Regions from separate parts of the Macaca mulatta genome. Here regions 1 and 3 are each linked to region 2. Evidence: chromatin contacts called from public Hi-C data. All regions are on one chromosome and are shown on one strand. The core of a region is the stretch at or near the end of the contact, and the rest is flanking DNA. Distances in the headings are between cores, read along the strand shown.

Region 1 (4,806 bases), core at 2,026-4,525, 100 kb before region 2:
TATGAGGAGGTATTGGAATTCAAGTGTACAGACTCTCAAGAGCGTCAGCAGGTACAGATAAGAAATAGGAAATTTTGAAGTTTGAAGTCTGTTGACCTGGAGTGCAGCGGCGCGCTCTCGGCTCACTGCAACCTCCATCTGCAGGGCTCAAGTGATTCAACTGCCTCAGCCTCCCAAGAGCTGGGATTACAGGTGCCTGCCACCATGCCCAGCTAATTTTTGTATTTTTAGTAGAGACAGGGTTTCACCATGTTGGCCAGGCTGGTGGTCTGAAACTCCTGACCTCAAATGATCCACCCGTCAGCCTCTACTGTGCTGGGATTACAGGCGTGAGCCACTGCACCCAGCTTTTTTTTTGACAGGTTCTCACTGTGTCACCCAGGCTGGAGTGCAGTGGCATGATCATGGCTCACTGCAATGTAAGACTCCTGCATTCAAGTGATCCTCCTGCCACAGCTTCCCCAGTAGCTGGGACTACAGGCAGGCACCACCATGCCTGGCTAGGCTAATCTTGTATTTTTTGTATAGAAAGGATTTTGCCATGTTGTCCAGACTGGTCTCAAACTCCTAAACTCAAGTGATCCACCCACCTCAGCCTCCCAAAGTACCGGGATTACAGCCATGAGCCACTGTGCCCAGTCTGCATTTATTCTTGATACTTTACAGTTCATGAGGAAGATTTACACCAACCTTCACTTTTCCCTCTTCCAGCTGAGCCTGGCGAAATCTTGCTAAGGCCGTCCTATCAGGGATATAAAAGACTGCATTAGATCCTGTTCACACAGACTTCTCATTACCCATGTTCCTGGATGGGTTAGATCTGCTTATGATGGTATTTAATGTCATATATATATATGACATTATATATATATATATATATATAATGTCATATATATATATATATAAAGAAACCACAGAGTAGTTAGGGATTTCCATGTTCTCAGGAGTAGGGATTAACGGGCAATTTGTATTCCTGAACACCCAAGAATATATTTTACTTACACTACACACAAGGACTGTGGGAAACTCTACTTATCAGACCACTGTGAGGAGCAACACATCCAGGTGTTAAAAGGCTAACATCCTGGTGTTCTCTAGCTGTCACTCTCACAACTCCTGCACCAACCACCGGTGAACAAATGTACATCCAGTGTAAAAGTTCTGGAAACTGTGAGAAAACACATTAACGGAAAAAACAAATGGGCAAAAACAGGAATGCTATTTTTAACTTATGTAAAGAAAGAAACAGCTTCTCAAAAGGCTCAGATACCAAAAAGAAGAAATACGAAAAGAGTTACATGGTGGTTATTAAGTTACAAAAAATTGATACTTACATGGCCTTTTCTGCATTTCGGGCCTGGAAAGAGAGAAAAGAGAAGAAAAATGCCCATGTTTAAAATATATTTTTTTCTTGCCATTTACTTTTTAGTGAAAAGTTTTACAAGAATACAGTCACAAGCAAACCACTTGAACTACTATATGAACAACAATAAACAAAAATTAAATATGTCCAAATCCTGTGACCAAGGCTGTGCCTCCCTCTACTTAAAATCTTTACTCCTCCACTGACCCTAACACCTTGTATCTGGCTAACTCGCATTATTCTTCCTTCAAATTTTACTTGTGTCATGACCACCCAGAACATTATTCTGTGACCCTTTCTTCCCAGTTAGGCTGGTGTCCTCTATCAAGGATTATACTTACCATGGCACTTAACACCCAGCATCACAATTGCCTGTTCCCTGCCAGTGGTATTTGGGGAAAATAAGTCTGAAGACTGCCTTTCGTAAAGTAAGCTTTATGTAAGTACTGTCACGCTAAATGTCAACTCAATTATCCCTGAAACACAGTGTCTGACAGAGATCGAGTTTTCTGGGTTGGAGTCTAGGTAGAAAGGGTCCCAGCTAAGTCAGGGACTTACATTCCCAGTTCTTCCACTTACCATCTCTGAGAAGTAGTCTCTCTATAACTCAAGTTTCCCCATCTTTACAATAGGGTGCATACCTCATCTCACAGAGGTGTCACGATGTCTTCATGAGATAAATACAACAAGCATGCAGTTTACAGACACTCAGCAAAATTGAGTTCAATTTAAGTCTCCTTTGAGACTCTCCCCTTCAACTGACAGAAACAAACTTGGCAAATGCTTGGTAGATAGGCGAACACCGCAGTAATTTGGGACATACCTTCTCACAGAAACGGCTACCTCTTCTTTTTTTTTTTTTCTGAGATGGAGTCTCGCTCCATCGCCCAGGCTGGAGTGCAGCGGCGCGATCTCGGCTCACTGCAAACTCCGCCTCCCGGGTTCACACCATTCTCCTGCCTCAGCCTCCCGCGAAACGGCTACTTCTATTCCACTAGTTTCTCTCTTTTTCTTGGGAGCTTGTGCTCATCAATCTACAATGGCTTCCAATATATCTCATATAACCTAACCATGACGCCCCGTGTTTCTTACAGGGGCTTCACTTAATGAAAATAATACAGTAGCCAATATTACAGTAACCAATCAACATTTTTGTACCGGCACTACGTGCATTCTTATATTTACACGTCGTAAATGCTTCTTGAAGAAATGAAGAAACAACAAATGACGCCAGACCACAGAGAGCACACCCTCATAGAACATTTCCTGTCTGTGCCATTCATTTCTTCAATAGTTATTGAACATCTACAATGACTCTGTGAGACATTAAGGAAGCAATAATGAAAAGACCCTACCCTCGTGATGTTTGTATATTATGGAGCAGACTGAGAATGGACATAAATGAAATAATCCCAGAAACATATAGTCACAACTGCTCTTAATCTTCTCTGTGGTATTTAGGGACAAACAGCCGGCCCACACTATGCACCGTAACTCGGAGCGGGCCCTAGCGCTTCTCTGTGTCTGTTTCCCTCAGGTTAAAGAGCTTCATCGGGATTAAGACACTGTCCAGAACGATAACGCGGCTCCCCAGTTTCCAGTTTTTCAATTTGCGACGGCTAAACGAGGCAGGAAGAGAATCCCCTCGTTACACCAAAGAACCTGAAGCCCTCAGCATTGCACGCCTGAGCCTCTACGCCATGAGCGCCCCAGGGGGACCGGGCGCCCCCCCGGCCAGCCCGCCCACCCTACTCACCATGGTGTCGCTAAGGGCGCCGTCCTGGAGCCCCGCGGCCCCTGTCCAAGAAACTCCACAGGCCCAAAAGATGCCGACGCTCACAGGAACTGAAGATTCTAACTGCCCACAGACACTGATGTTTTGTCGGAAACGCAAAAGAAAGGGACCGGAAGTGAAAGGGAGTACCGGACGTGCCCAGACGAAGCCGACGCTCGCAGGAACTGAAGATTCTAACTGCCCACAGAGCCTCATGTTTTGTCGGAAACGTAAAAGAAAGGGACCGGAAGTGAAAGGGAGATCCAGCCGGAGATTGGGAGAGAAAATTCCGGCGCGCTCCGGCAGGCGGTCTTCCGGTAGCGCCAGCACGCGGCACCATCACACGCAGCTGTGGGATCGGGCTTGCGCAGAGAGACTGTAGGTTTTCGGACTCAGCCTGGGCGGCGGGTCTTAGCTCTCGAAACAGGCGGTGCGAAATGTCTTGCGTTCACTATCGGTAGTGCGGGAGCAGGCGGCGCTGGGCGCCGTTTTGTGGAAGGCTGAGTTTTCGCCGCTACTCTAATCCCACTGGCTTCCTTCTTGATTCTTCTGTGAGAGCAAATATCCCGTTTTGGAAATTACTGGACATCATCTCTGACTGCGACGAGGCATCTACGGCCCGGACAGCTCCCGTAGTGTGAGCTGGAGTGTGCGTCCTGCAGGAGTTGGAGCTGGCCGGGCTTCGTAAACTCCTTCACGTTTCCGTGTCACTTCTTAGGGCCATTTCTGGCTCGTCTGCTGGAATCGCGGGGCCTTTCAGAGCTGGACGATGTTTGAGGTCATCCTCTTTTAAAATAAAAATTTAAGTTCCAGGCAAAAAGTGCCACTTAGGGGAGGAGGGTGGATGGAGAAGTGCTGTCACTGTGTCCTGAGAACATTGCTGGGACCAGAGGATCCTTAGACAAGGACCAGGAAGACAGGAGAGGTCCCTAGTAGGAGACGTTCTGATGGTTACTCCCGCATGGTGTCAGCAGTGAGGGGAGCTGTGGTGGGGAATTCAGGTGAGGGCCCGCAGCAAATTCAGTTACAGCCGCTTTCCCCTTTCAAGCATGGTGCCTCAGCTGTAGGGACTCCCTCCACCACGGGACCTAACTAGTGATGGGCACCCTAGCAGCAGCCAGCAGGCACAAGCCAAAGAGAGAAGCAGCTGACATGTGGTTCGGGATAAGACAGGACAGGAAAAGTACTCAGTCACCAGAATCTCGTGCCTGAAATGTGACAAGTTTTAAGTGGGCATATGACCGCCCCACTACAGACCCCATCCTCCCACCTGTCTGGTTTATGATTTGTAATGGTCGGTGAGAATCGAGTCAAAGGGATGTGTGACATAGATGAAGCCATGACAAAAATACACATCCCTTGCCCTTTTCCTTTCTCTGCTGACTGGGAGGTGTCCATGGGATCAGCCAACCTGAATTCAGAAATGGAAGTATTGTGAAGATGCCAGAGTCCCCCCCTCCCAGCTCTGCAACACTGAGCTCTGTAAAATGAGAAAAAACATGTCTTGTTAAGGCCTCTGCATCTGGGGGTCTTTTGTTCAAGCAGCTTAACTTTTACCTTAAATATCTGATCTCAAACAAGCAGGGTCATTCCTCACTCAAATGAGACCTTCTCAATATGTCCATACCGCCTTTATCCATTAAGTCCCTGACTCTAGGATGCAGAGATC
Region 2 (5,111 bases), core at 679-3,178:
AGTGGCATGATAATGGCTCACTGCAGCCTTGACCTCCCAGGCTTAAGCGATCCTCCCATCTCAGGCTCCTGGAATAGCTGAGACAAGACAAAAATCAGAGTTTAGTCCTCAGATGTACCATAATTTCCTTAATCATCCCTTTATTGATAGACATTTAGGGTGTTTACAATTATTTTGCTGCAAACTGCATTTTCATTTTCTTTCTTTTTTTTTTTTTTTTTTTTTTTTCAGATGGAGTGATGGAGTTTCGCTTTTGTTGCCTAGGCTCCAGGCTGGAGTGCAATGGCGTGATCTCAGTTCACTGCAATCTCTCTGCCTCCCAGGTTCAAGCGATTCTCTTGCCTCAGCCTCCCAAGTAGCTGCGATTACAGGCATGCACCATCACGCTGGGCTAAGTTTGTTGTGTTTTTTTGTATTTAGTAGAGACGGGGTTTCACCATGTTAGTGAGGCTGCTCTCGAACTCCTGACCTCAGCTGAGCCACCCACTTCAGCCTTCCAAAGTGCTGGGATTACAGGCTTAAGCCACCACACCCGGCCTCATTTTCTTCTTTTGAACAATTTTCTCCTGATTAGGGGTGGGGTTACTGATAAAAGATTTTGAACATCTTTCTGACTCTTGACAATTTTACATGTTGTAAGATCTGTTGTCCCTGGCCTTAGCCTCTGCAAAGCCAGACCCTAAAGGCTGGCCCCAGCAACATCTTCCCCTCCACCAGCTTTGTGGTCACCCTTTTCACCTGGGGCCTCTGTCTCAGCCCCCGGCCTCTCCTCTCCACAAGCCCACTCCTCCTGCCCACAGGGCTGCCAGCTTCCCCTCCCCAGATAAGCTGGGGCCGTGTCGCAGCACTTGTCTGGCTCCTTGGTATGCACTGACCTTAGCCTCAGGGTGTCCTGCATAGGTCCCCAGGAAGATAAACCCTGGGTGATGCTTCATTTACAGCCCTTCCATCTCCCCGCGTAGGCAGTGGATCTAGTTAGCACTCCATAAACATCTAAAGTATTTACAAAATAACGTTGAAGTTCCATGCTGTTTAGTTAGATCTCTTAAAGTTGATAACGTACAAGACAATTTGCATCAGGAGCAGACGAGATAGGGCCCGGCAGATATAAATTAAAAATGCAATTTCATGCATTCATTCAATGAGAACTCACTGAGCAACTACTATGTGTCAACGTTATCCACTGAAGTGAATAAAAGACAAACCAAAAAACCCCAAAAGAGCAAGAAAGTTGCCGGGTGGCTCACCGCTGTAATCCCAGCACTTTGGAAGGTCGAGAAGGGAGGATCGCTTGAGCCCACGAGTTCAAGACCAGCCTGGGCAACATCATAGTGAGACCTCGTCTCTACCAAAGTTAAAAAATTAGTCGGGGGTGGTGCGCCCAGCTCTACTCGGGAGGCTGAGGTGGGAGGATCGCTTGAGCCAGGGAAGTGTAGGCTGCAGTGAGCCGAGATTGCACAATTGCACCACAGCCTGGGCAGCAGAACGAGACCCTGTTTCAAAATAAATAAAAACCAGAAAGCAAAAATAAAGTGTTAGATGGCGATTCGAGCTGAGAAGGAAATCAGGCAGGGGAAAGAAACTGAAAGCGAGGAGTGGCTGGCAAGGCTCCCTCGGAAGGTGGCAATAACAGTCATAGACCGGTCACATCAACTGGGTGTTTACTGCGGGCCAGTGTGTGCCACCAACCTCACATCCCAAAGCCACAAAGACTCACGCCACAGAGCAAAGAGGCAGGGGCTCCTCCTCCTCCCTTGGTACACGGAAAGAGGCGTAGAGAGCAGAGTGGGGACCCTCGTCAGTAGCCCCCGCACCTAGCCCTCGCCCCTCCCTCTGGCTTTCCCCACTCCCGCTGCGGCGGACGCCGGGTTAACTTTTGACGTGGCTGCGGCGACAGAAATGAGCGCAGGCGCAGAGCGCGGAAAGCGCCTGCGCATAGCGCAGGGCGACGTGGCCAGCTGGGGCCCGGAAGTGGTCCCTGTAGAATCACTGTCGCCCCGCTGCTCCGTGCCGCGCCCGTCGAGCATTGCGTTGCTGCATTGCGCCCCACCGACTCCACTATGTTGAAGAAATTCGACAAGAAGGACGAGGAGTCAGGTGAGGGGGCCAGGCCTGGGTCTGAAGGAGGCCGGGCCCCCACCCGCCAAGCCTTCCTTGGGGTTCTCTGTCCTGACCCGGAGGCTGAGGCCCAGTGAGGGGCAGGGGCTTGTGCCAGGGTCCGCAGCTAGTCAGTGGCAGGCCTCGGAGAGCCCGAGCATGCTCGGCTGTCTCACGCTTGTAAGCTCGGACTGCAATTTTCTGGGTGACCTTGGGCGCGTCACCGCCTCCCCCCGGCCTCAATTTACTCATCTGTCAAAGGAGGGGACCAGGCCGAATGCTCTCTTGTTACTTTCTTCTTCCAACCTCTTGGGATTCGCTGGGGCTAAGTTGGTGCTGGCCATACTGGGGCGTAATCCGCGGAGCCAGCGTCCTGTGACTGGAAACTCTGACCCCATCATTCATTTATTCAGCAAAGTATATTGAGCGGTTACTATATGCCGGGCACTGTACGGTGTCCTGGATACTGCAATAGAGCAAGTAGGACACTCAGTGCCTAAGCTGGGAATATTAGAATGGTTGCACCCACGGTGGAGGAGACAGACATCAACCACATAATCACACGTGTAATTATTTGCAAATGTGTCATCTGCTATGAAGGAACTAGTTACAGCCAGATGGTGGTCCCTGGCACATAGGGACTTAGTTAATTACAAGTTATATAAATGAACACAAGACATGGCACTATGAGAAGCACAGGACTGTACTAGGGCTGCTAGGAGATTGTGAGTGGTTTGGGGTAGAGTGGAGCCCGCCTAGAAAGGGACATCTTCCCTTTACTATGTCTGGGAGAGTTTTGAAGTTCACAGTCACAACCTACCTTCTCCATTGTCCTTGACTGTAGGTGGAGGCTCCAACCCATTCCAGCACCTCGAGAAGAGTGCCGTACTCCAGGAGGCAAGTGACATTTGCTCCCCTCTAGCTTCCATCATAAATATTCACCATCAATGCCACTGAAATACCAACACATTCAAAATGTTGTTTTAAAGAGCAACACGGGAGAAAACTTGTGCCTGGAAGACAGGAAACCTTTGTTCCTGGAGAGAGAGAGTTATGCTTACTTCTTTTTTTTTTTTTTTTCGAGATCGAGTCTCACTGTTGTCGGTCTGGGCTGGAGTGCAATGGCATGATCTCGGCTGTCTGCAACCTCTGCCTCCCAGGTTCCAGCAATTCTCCTGCCTCAGCCTCTCGAGTAGCTGAGATTACAGGCACCCACCACCACGCCTGGCTAATTTTTGTATTTTTAATAGAGATGGGGTTTCACCATGTTGGCCAGGCTGGTCTTGAACTCCTGACCTCAGGTGATCCACTCCCCCCACCCCCGCCTCCCAAAGTGCTGGGATTACAGGCGTGAGCCACTGCATCCAGCTGCTGCTTTCTTGATTGTTGTCATTCATTGTTTCTGTTTCCAGTTAGTAGATGTTTGCTATCTATCTGCTAGTCAATAGGTTAGCACATCCCTAACTAATATTTACACGAGAGTTCAAGAATAATTAGTAGTTGAGTAAAGAAAAACAAACCCTTTCCTTATGAAAATAAGCTTGTTGCATACCCAGAAAGCCCTGTTTAGGCAAGTCAGTTTACCCTGAGACTTCTCAGACATTGAATATACTTGAAGGGAAATGAACTAGGCTAGAAGGTAACATCCTTGGTCACTTCTTCTTAGGCCCGTGTATTTAATGAAACTCCCATCAACCCTCGGAAATGTGCCCACATCCTCACCAAGATTCTTTACCTCATAAACCAGGTAACAGGGTGAAGCTTGGGGGTAGGGAGAATGGTGCTGGGGGATTGGAGGGGAGTGGACAAATCATGATCACTCTCAGGCTATTGGACAGCCTCTATGTGGTTGTAGACAACAGCTCAGCTCTGGGTCCCCTCAGCATCCAAGTCTCATATGTTGCCCTTGAGCCTCTTTAGGGTCTGGGGATCTGGTATGGGCTGATCCTGCAGGAATTGCTGTCTGACCCTCTGTCCCAAGCTGAGACTTCTTTCTTGATTAACACAGGGGGAGCACCTGGGGACCACGGAAGCGACCGAGGCCTTCTTTGCCATGACCAAGCTCTTTCAGTCCAATGATGTAAGTGCCTCGACCCAGCTTTCCTTGAGAGGTGGCAGCTGTCACAAGGTGGTGGGAGGGCCAAGGAGAGGTGGCCCCACCAGTTAGTGTGGGCTGCCTTTGTGGAGATAGGAGGTATCTTCTCCCAACTCTGGCCCTTGGTGAGCCCGGGCTGATAGGGCTTTTCCCACCTGTCTCCCAGCCCACACTCCGTCGGATGTGCTACTTGACCATCAAGGAGATGTCTTGCATCGCAGAGGATGTCATCATTGTCACCAGCAGGCAGGTCATGGGGTTGTGGGTGGCTCCTCTGATGGGTTCCATTGACAGACCATTTTTTCTTGTGTGTACCAGACAGTGAGACTTTTGGTTGCATATTGCCAGCTGCCCACCCCATGGCAGCTTCCCTGTTATTGCTGCCCACCCCGTGGCAGACACAAATGCTTCCTTTTCTTGATTTGTTTTAGTCAACCAAACCAGCTTAGAACTTTCCCAAAGTTCTTGAGTATAAAGAAAGAACACACACAAAAAACAGAGTACAAGTGGTATACTGCTTACTAAGTGACTGGTGTCTGCTTTAAGCTAAATGATTCAGGGACAGATGTGACTAAAGTGTAATCACTGCCCTTAAGAACTGGGGCTCAGTTCTCTTATTTCTTCCTGCCACAGTTTAGGGTGGGGGGGTCATACATTGATTTGTAGGTTCAGTTAGAAAATATTGTCTGTCAGTCCCTGTGTGTAGCTCTGGGGATGTAGCAGCAACAAAGATAGACATAGCCTCTGTAGCCCCAGAATTTATGGAGAAATAACCAGGCATCAGGCCATTAAGGTAGGGTGTAATATGGTTTATCACGGAAGTATTATGGGCTATGAGAGGAGACCAGAAGAGCATCCAGCTGGATTTGAATTAGGAAAGTCCTCCTAGGGGAATGATCCAAGTAGAGTCCTGAAGGAT
Region 3 (4,961 bases), core at 11-2,510, 73 kb before region 2:
GTCTCGTTTGTAATTACATCTGTTTCATTAATCCAAGAAATGATGCAGACTACCGCCCGCTGCTGTGGTTTTGGAGCTTTGACAAATTCGTGTTTTTTCTGGTAATGGCACTTTTAAAGGATCCCAGCAACTTAAATCGTGTTGACTCAGGGAAAGTGAGCCCCATCAGCCTCTTTTCGAATGGTAATATAAAACAAGCAACTTAGTATTTAAATGATAAAAATTCAAGAACCGGGAAACTATCAACTACGGGGAGTATAAACACTAAAGGCTCCCAAGTCTTCCAGCAGTGTCTCGCCACCCCAAACACAAGGGCTCCTTCAAGAATCCTTTTTTTTTTTTTTTTTTTTTTTAAAGACGGAGTCTCGCTGTTGCCCAGGCTGTAGTGGCGCTATCTCGGCTCATCACAACCTCCGCCTCCCGGGTTCACGCGATTTTCCTGTCTCAGCCTCCCGAGTAGCTGGGATTACAGAAGCCCGCCACCATGCCCGGCTAATTTTTGTGTTTTTAGTAGAGACAGAGTTTCACCATGTTGACCAGGCTGGTCTCGAACTCCTGACCTCGTGATCCGCCCGCCTCGGCCTCCCAAAGCGCTGGGATTACAGGCGTGAGCCACCGCGCCCGGCCTAAAAACCCTTTTCTAAGGCCACCAAAACCCTTGGCACATGGCCCGCCAGGCGCACGACCCCAGCACATGGCCGGCACGACTATACCCACCCCATCCCCCCTTCGTCGGAGCCTTTCCCCACCACACGGACTCCTTCCAGTGAGTTCCCGCCAAATCCACTCTCGACCCCTCATTCCGCGACCCTTGAAGCGTCAGGGCCTCGGCCCCAAGGGCGCACGGGCAGGCCTCCTCTGCGGCCTGGGGTGCGGCCCTGGCGCCGAGAGACCCGCATGCTCGGCGACCCAGCTTTTCAGGACGAAGAAAGGACAAGAGTGTCGTCCGACAGCGGTGCGCCAGAAACCCGGGTCCGAGGCGGCGGCGGCAGCAGCCGAGCTTCCCGCCTGACGCAGCAGCGGCGCAGGCCAAAGTGCCGCCGCCATCGCCGCCTCGCCGCTCCCTACCCTCTCTGTCCGCCACAGACCCGGCCCGCACTGCGGCTCCCTCAGTGTCGGCCCCCTCCCCCAGCCCTCACCTTCCGCGTCGGAGCGGACCCGCAGCGGCGGAGACTCGGACGCAGGCCTGGGGAAGACGGCTCGCAAGGTAGAGGCTGTTTATTTTGAGGGTCCTTGCCTGCGCCACACGCGGGTCTGCACACGGCCCCACATACGCCGCTGCGCACGGCTCTCCTCCGCCTCGCCCACGCGGCCAATCAGCGCGCGGGGTTCGGTAGTCCAATCAGTGTCGCCCGTGGGAGGGCCGCCCATCCAGAGCGCGGCGCGGGGCGGGGCGAGTGCTTCTGCGCGCCGCGGCCTTACCCGCTGTGCCCCGGGCGCGGCCTTTCCCGCCGGGATCCAGGTCCCGATGCTTCTCGGGCGGTTCCCAGCTGGGTCCGGGCCCGGCCGGACTGGGTGGAAATCTGGCTGACCTTGGTGGTCTGTCTTGTCAGCTGGAGCAAAGGGATGCCAGGGGACGGGTCTCGGTGCAGTGACTGCGATTAGCTTGGGGCCGCAGAAAGTTTCTCCCCCTCTCGGGCTCCTGCCAGCCCCTGGGCTTTCAGAGCCAGGCCCGATTTCCAGATAACATTTAAGTTTGCAGAAAAGGGGATGCCAGGTCACGGTCGTCACGGCTGTGGGATGTAGGCTGAGATTTGTATTGATTTTGTGAGCCGGGGAAGGCCTTGCTCCTTTCTCCGCCAGGACTGATGTATCTTCCCAAGATGAAAGTGCCTTGTAAGGGCGAGGGGCCTTCCTGGGAAGGTCATGAGCATGGAAGGGAGTGGGACCCAGAGTGTGACGTTTAGCACGTTTGTGAGTGACATCCCCCTGGAGGGCCAGGAGAACCTTTTGACCTGGTCTGTCATATTCAGGAATAGACTTCAGTTTAGATACGGTATTTTCTCCAAAAGAGATTTGTGTATATAGCCCTAGATAGTCTTGTCAAGATTAAACCCAATTTAAATTGTTAACTGTAAACTATAATTTAGAATTTTGTGTCTCATCCTAGAATGGCTTTATTCGAAACAAAAAAAAAAGGGAAGAGTCCCAAGTTTAATCTCAGAGAAACCTCCAAGTTCAATACTATGATTTCTTTTTCTTTTTCTTTTTTTTAAGAGTGGGGTCTTGCTCTGTCGCTGGCATTACAGGCATGGGCCACCACTCCCTAATCCCAGTGCTATGATTTTTGAAATCATGTTCGTGAGAAGGCAGAGCACCTGTGCTGAGAATCAGGCATTAAACCTGGGTTCAAATCATTAGTGCTTAATCATTGTAAAGCAGGAGATTGTGTTCAACATAGCAATTATCAGAGAATGAATGCATAACTTTAAGGACCAATGATATTTTAAACTTTTTTTTTTTTTGAGAACGGAGGCTCGCTCCGTCGCCCAGGCAGGAGTGTAATGGCACGATCTCGGCTCACTGCAACCTCCACCTCCCGGATTCAAGAGATTCTCCTGCCTCAGCCTCCAGAGTAGCTGGGATTACAGGCATGCGCCACCACGCCCAGCTAATTTTGTATTTTTAGTAGAAGCGGAGTTTCTCCATGTTGGTCAGGTTGGTCTCAAACTCCCGACCTCAGGTGATCCGCCCACCCAAAGAGGTGGTCAGCCTCCCTAACTGCTGGGATTACAGGCATGAGTCAATGCGCCTGGCTGAACTTTTTAAATTTATCTATTACTATTTTTTGAGACCGAGTCTCCCTATGTCTCCCAGGCTGGAGTGCGATCTCAGCTCATTGCAACCTCCACCTCCCATGTTCGACCAATTCTGCCTCAGCCTCCTGAGTAGCTGCAATTACAGGCGCCCTCCACCACGCCTGGCTAATTTTTGTATTTTTAGTAGAGATAGGGTTTCACCATGTTGGCCAGGCTTGTCTTGAACTCCTGGCCTCAAGCGGTACTAGGCCAAAGTGAAAGGATTACAGGTGTGAGCTACCGCACCCAGCCTTAAACATTTTTTTAATTGAAGCAACCTAAGGTAAAAATTTTTTAACCAAATTTAACCAAATCCCAATCAGATTGAATACATGCCTAGCAGCTTATGTCTTGTGCTAAAACACGATATATTATCTGCCAATAAAAAACAGTATTTTGTATTTATGTAGTTTTATTACCAAGAGGCTTACTCAGCTTTATAGATGTCCCCTCTGTAATCTGATTAACCTTCATAGTATCTTGAGGTAATGTGTAGTGTAGCAATCAGACACTTAGGTAGTGACTTCCTGAGCTCTAACAATGAGTCAATATAATGCAAGAGGCTGTGTATGAAGTCCAACCTGGGTGTGTCCACACCACACCAGGAGGACAAGTTAAAATTACCGTAGGACCAAAAATTAGTATTTTCTGACTTATTTTTGTTTACCATTCCAACCATGGTACTCTATAAAATGTTTGCTGTTCATTATAGACCCATGAATGGAATATTCCTAATATTTAAAACAAAAATTTTAACAGCTATAGAAAATGAAAGTAAGTGTGAGACAGAGATACTGGACATAATGTTCTATAGGTTTTAAAAGACTTAAGTAGAAGAAATGGAAACATAATGTCTTTACTTCTTGGCAGTGGAGTAGTAACAGCTAATGGCTCTTTCTACCTGGCGTGCAGCTTTCTGTAATGACTATTATTAATAGAGCCAGGCAGATCGTTAGGCACCATGACTATCTCCAGAAAAGGTGTATGGTGGAATTTAACAACAATGGCTTGTATTGCCTGGATATGCCCTTTGGTACACCTATTTTACTAGAGATGCTTGAAAATAGGAAAAAGCTCACTCAAAAGATAAGCTGCCAGTGGGACTTGAAGAGGCTCCCATTACATTCGTCTTCCCTGGAGATGTTTTATTCCCCTCCTCTCCTCCAGTGTTCAGTCTCATACTCAGCATTGCAAGGGTTACAAAGGTGACTAGTTAAGACAGAGTTTGCCCTTGAAGAACTTGCAGGATAACAAGGGCCATAAGAAAGTATTAAGTGTCGGCCAGGTTCGGTGGCTCACGCCTGTAATCCAGCACTTTGGGAGGCCGAGGCGGACGGATCACGAGGTCAGGAGATCGAGACCATCCTGGCTAAGACGGTGAAACCCCGTCTCTACTAAAAATACAAAAAACTTCCCAGCACTGGCCGGGTGCGGTGGCTCATGGCTGTAATCCCAGCACTTTGGGAGGCCGAGGCAGGCGGATCACGAGGTCAACAGATCAAGACCATCCTGGCTAACACAGTGAAATCCCGTCTCTACTAAAAATACAAAAAATTAGCCGGTCGTGGTGGCGGGCACCCATAGTCCCAGCTACTCGAGCGGTTGAGGCAGGAGAATCACTTGAACCAGAGAGGCAGAGCTTGAAGTGAGCCGAGATCGGGCCACTGCACTCCAGCCTGGGCAACAGAGTGAGACTCAGTCTCCAAAAAAGAAAAGAGAAAAGAAAAAAAACCAAAAAAATTCCCAGCACTTGGGAGGTGGAGGTAGGTGGATCACCTGAGGTCTACTAATAGCCAAGTGTGGTGGTGGGCACCTGTAATCCCAGCTACTCAAGAAGCTGAGGCAGGAGAATTGCTTGCACCTGGGAGGTGGAGGTTGCAGTGAGCCAAAATTGGGCCACTGCACTTCAGCCTGCGCGAAAGAGGGAGACGCCATCTCAAAAAAAAAAAAAAAGAAAAAAGTCTGGGCGCAGTGTCTCACGCCTGTAATCCCAGCACTTTGGGAGGCCAAGGCGGGCGGATCACGAGGTAAGGAGATCGAGACCATCCTGGCTAACATGGTGAAACCCCATCTCTACTAAAAATACAAAAAACTAGCCTTAAGTGTCCTGAGAGAAGACCAGCTAAAATGCTATGATTCAGCATCATTCCTAAAATGGGTACC

The links. Hi-C and Micro-C count contacts between places; a contact is called where the count stands out from the background.
Region 1: a Hi-C map of liver shows a contact between it and region 2, with 7 times the contacts expected there. The contact joins the promoter of ISY1 here to the promoter of COPG1 in region 2. A contact is called at or near these places in 5 of 14 Hi-C or Micro-C datasets (cortical neurons, fetal cortex germinal zone, fetal cortical plate and 2 more).
Region 3: a contact with region 2 is called in a Hi-C map of cortical neurons, with 2.4 times the contacts expected there. The contact joins the promoter of CNBP here to the promoter of COPG1 in region 2. A contact is called at or near these places in 3 of 14 Hi-C or Micro-C datasets (cortical neurons, fetal cortex germinal zone and liver).

The regions. Positions count from the first base shown.
Region 1 is chr2:154,811,559-154,816,364 of T2T-MMU8v2.0, reverse strand. It overlaps ISY1 (ISY1 spliceosome associated protein), which reads right to left and starts at 3,275. Exons shown (of 11, transcript XM_001094091.5): 1 at 3,120-3,275; 2 at 1,335-1,357; 3 at 691-742. The coding sequence starts at 3,122. It overlaps LOC144339322 (a long non-coding RNA gene), which reads right to left. Exons shown (of 2, transcript XR_013414284.1): 2 at 3,384-4,806.
Region 2 is chr2:154,705,708-154,710,818 of T2T-MMU8v2.0, reverse strand. It overlaps COPG1 (COPI coat complex subunit gamma 1), which reads left to right and starts at 1,928. Exons shown (of 24, transcript XR_013414226.1): 1 at 1,928-2,097; 2 at 2,942-2,994; 3 at 3,764-3,844; 4 at 4,106-4,177; 5 at 4,359-4,438.
Region 3 is chr2:154,777,862-154,782,822 of T2T-MMU8v2.0, reverse strand. CNBP (CCHC-type zinc finger nucleic acid binding protein) reads right to left here and starts at 1,260. Exons shown (of 5, transcript XM_077993669.1): 1 at 1,140-1,260.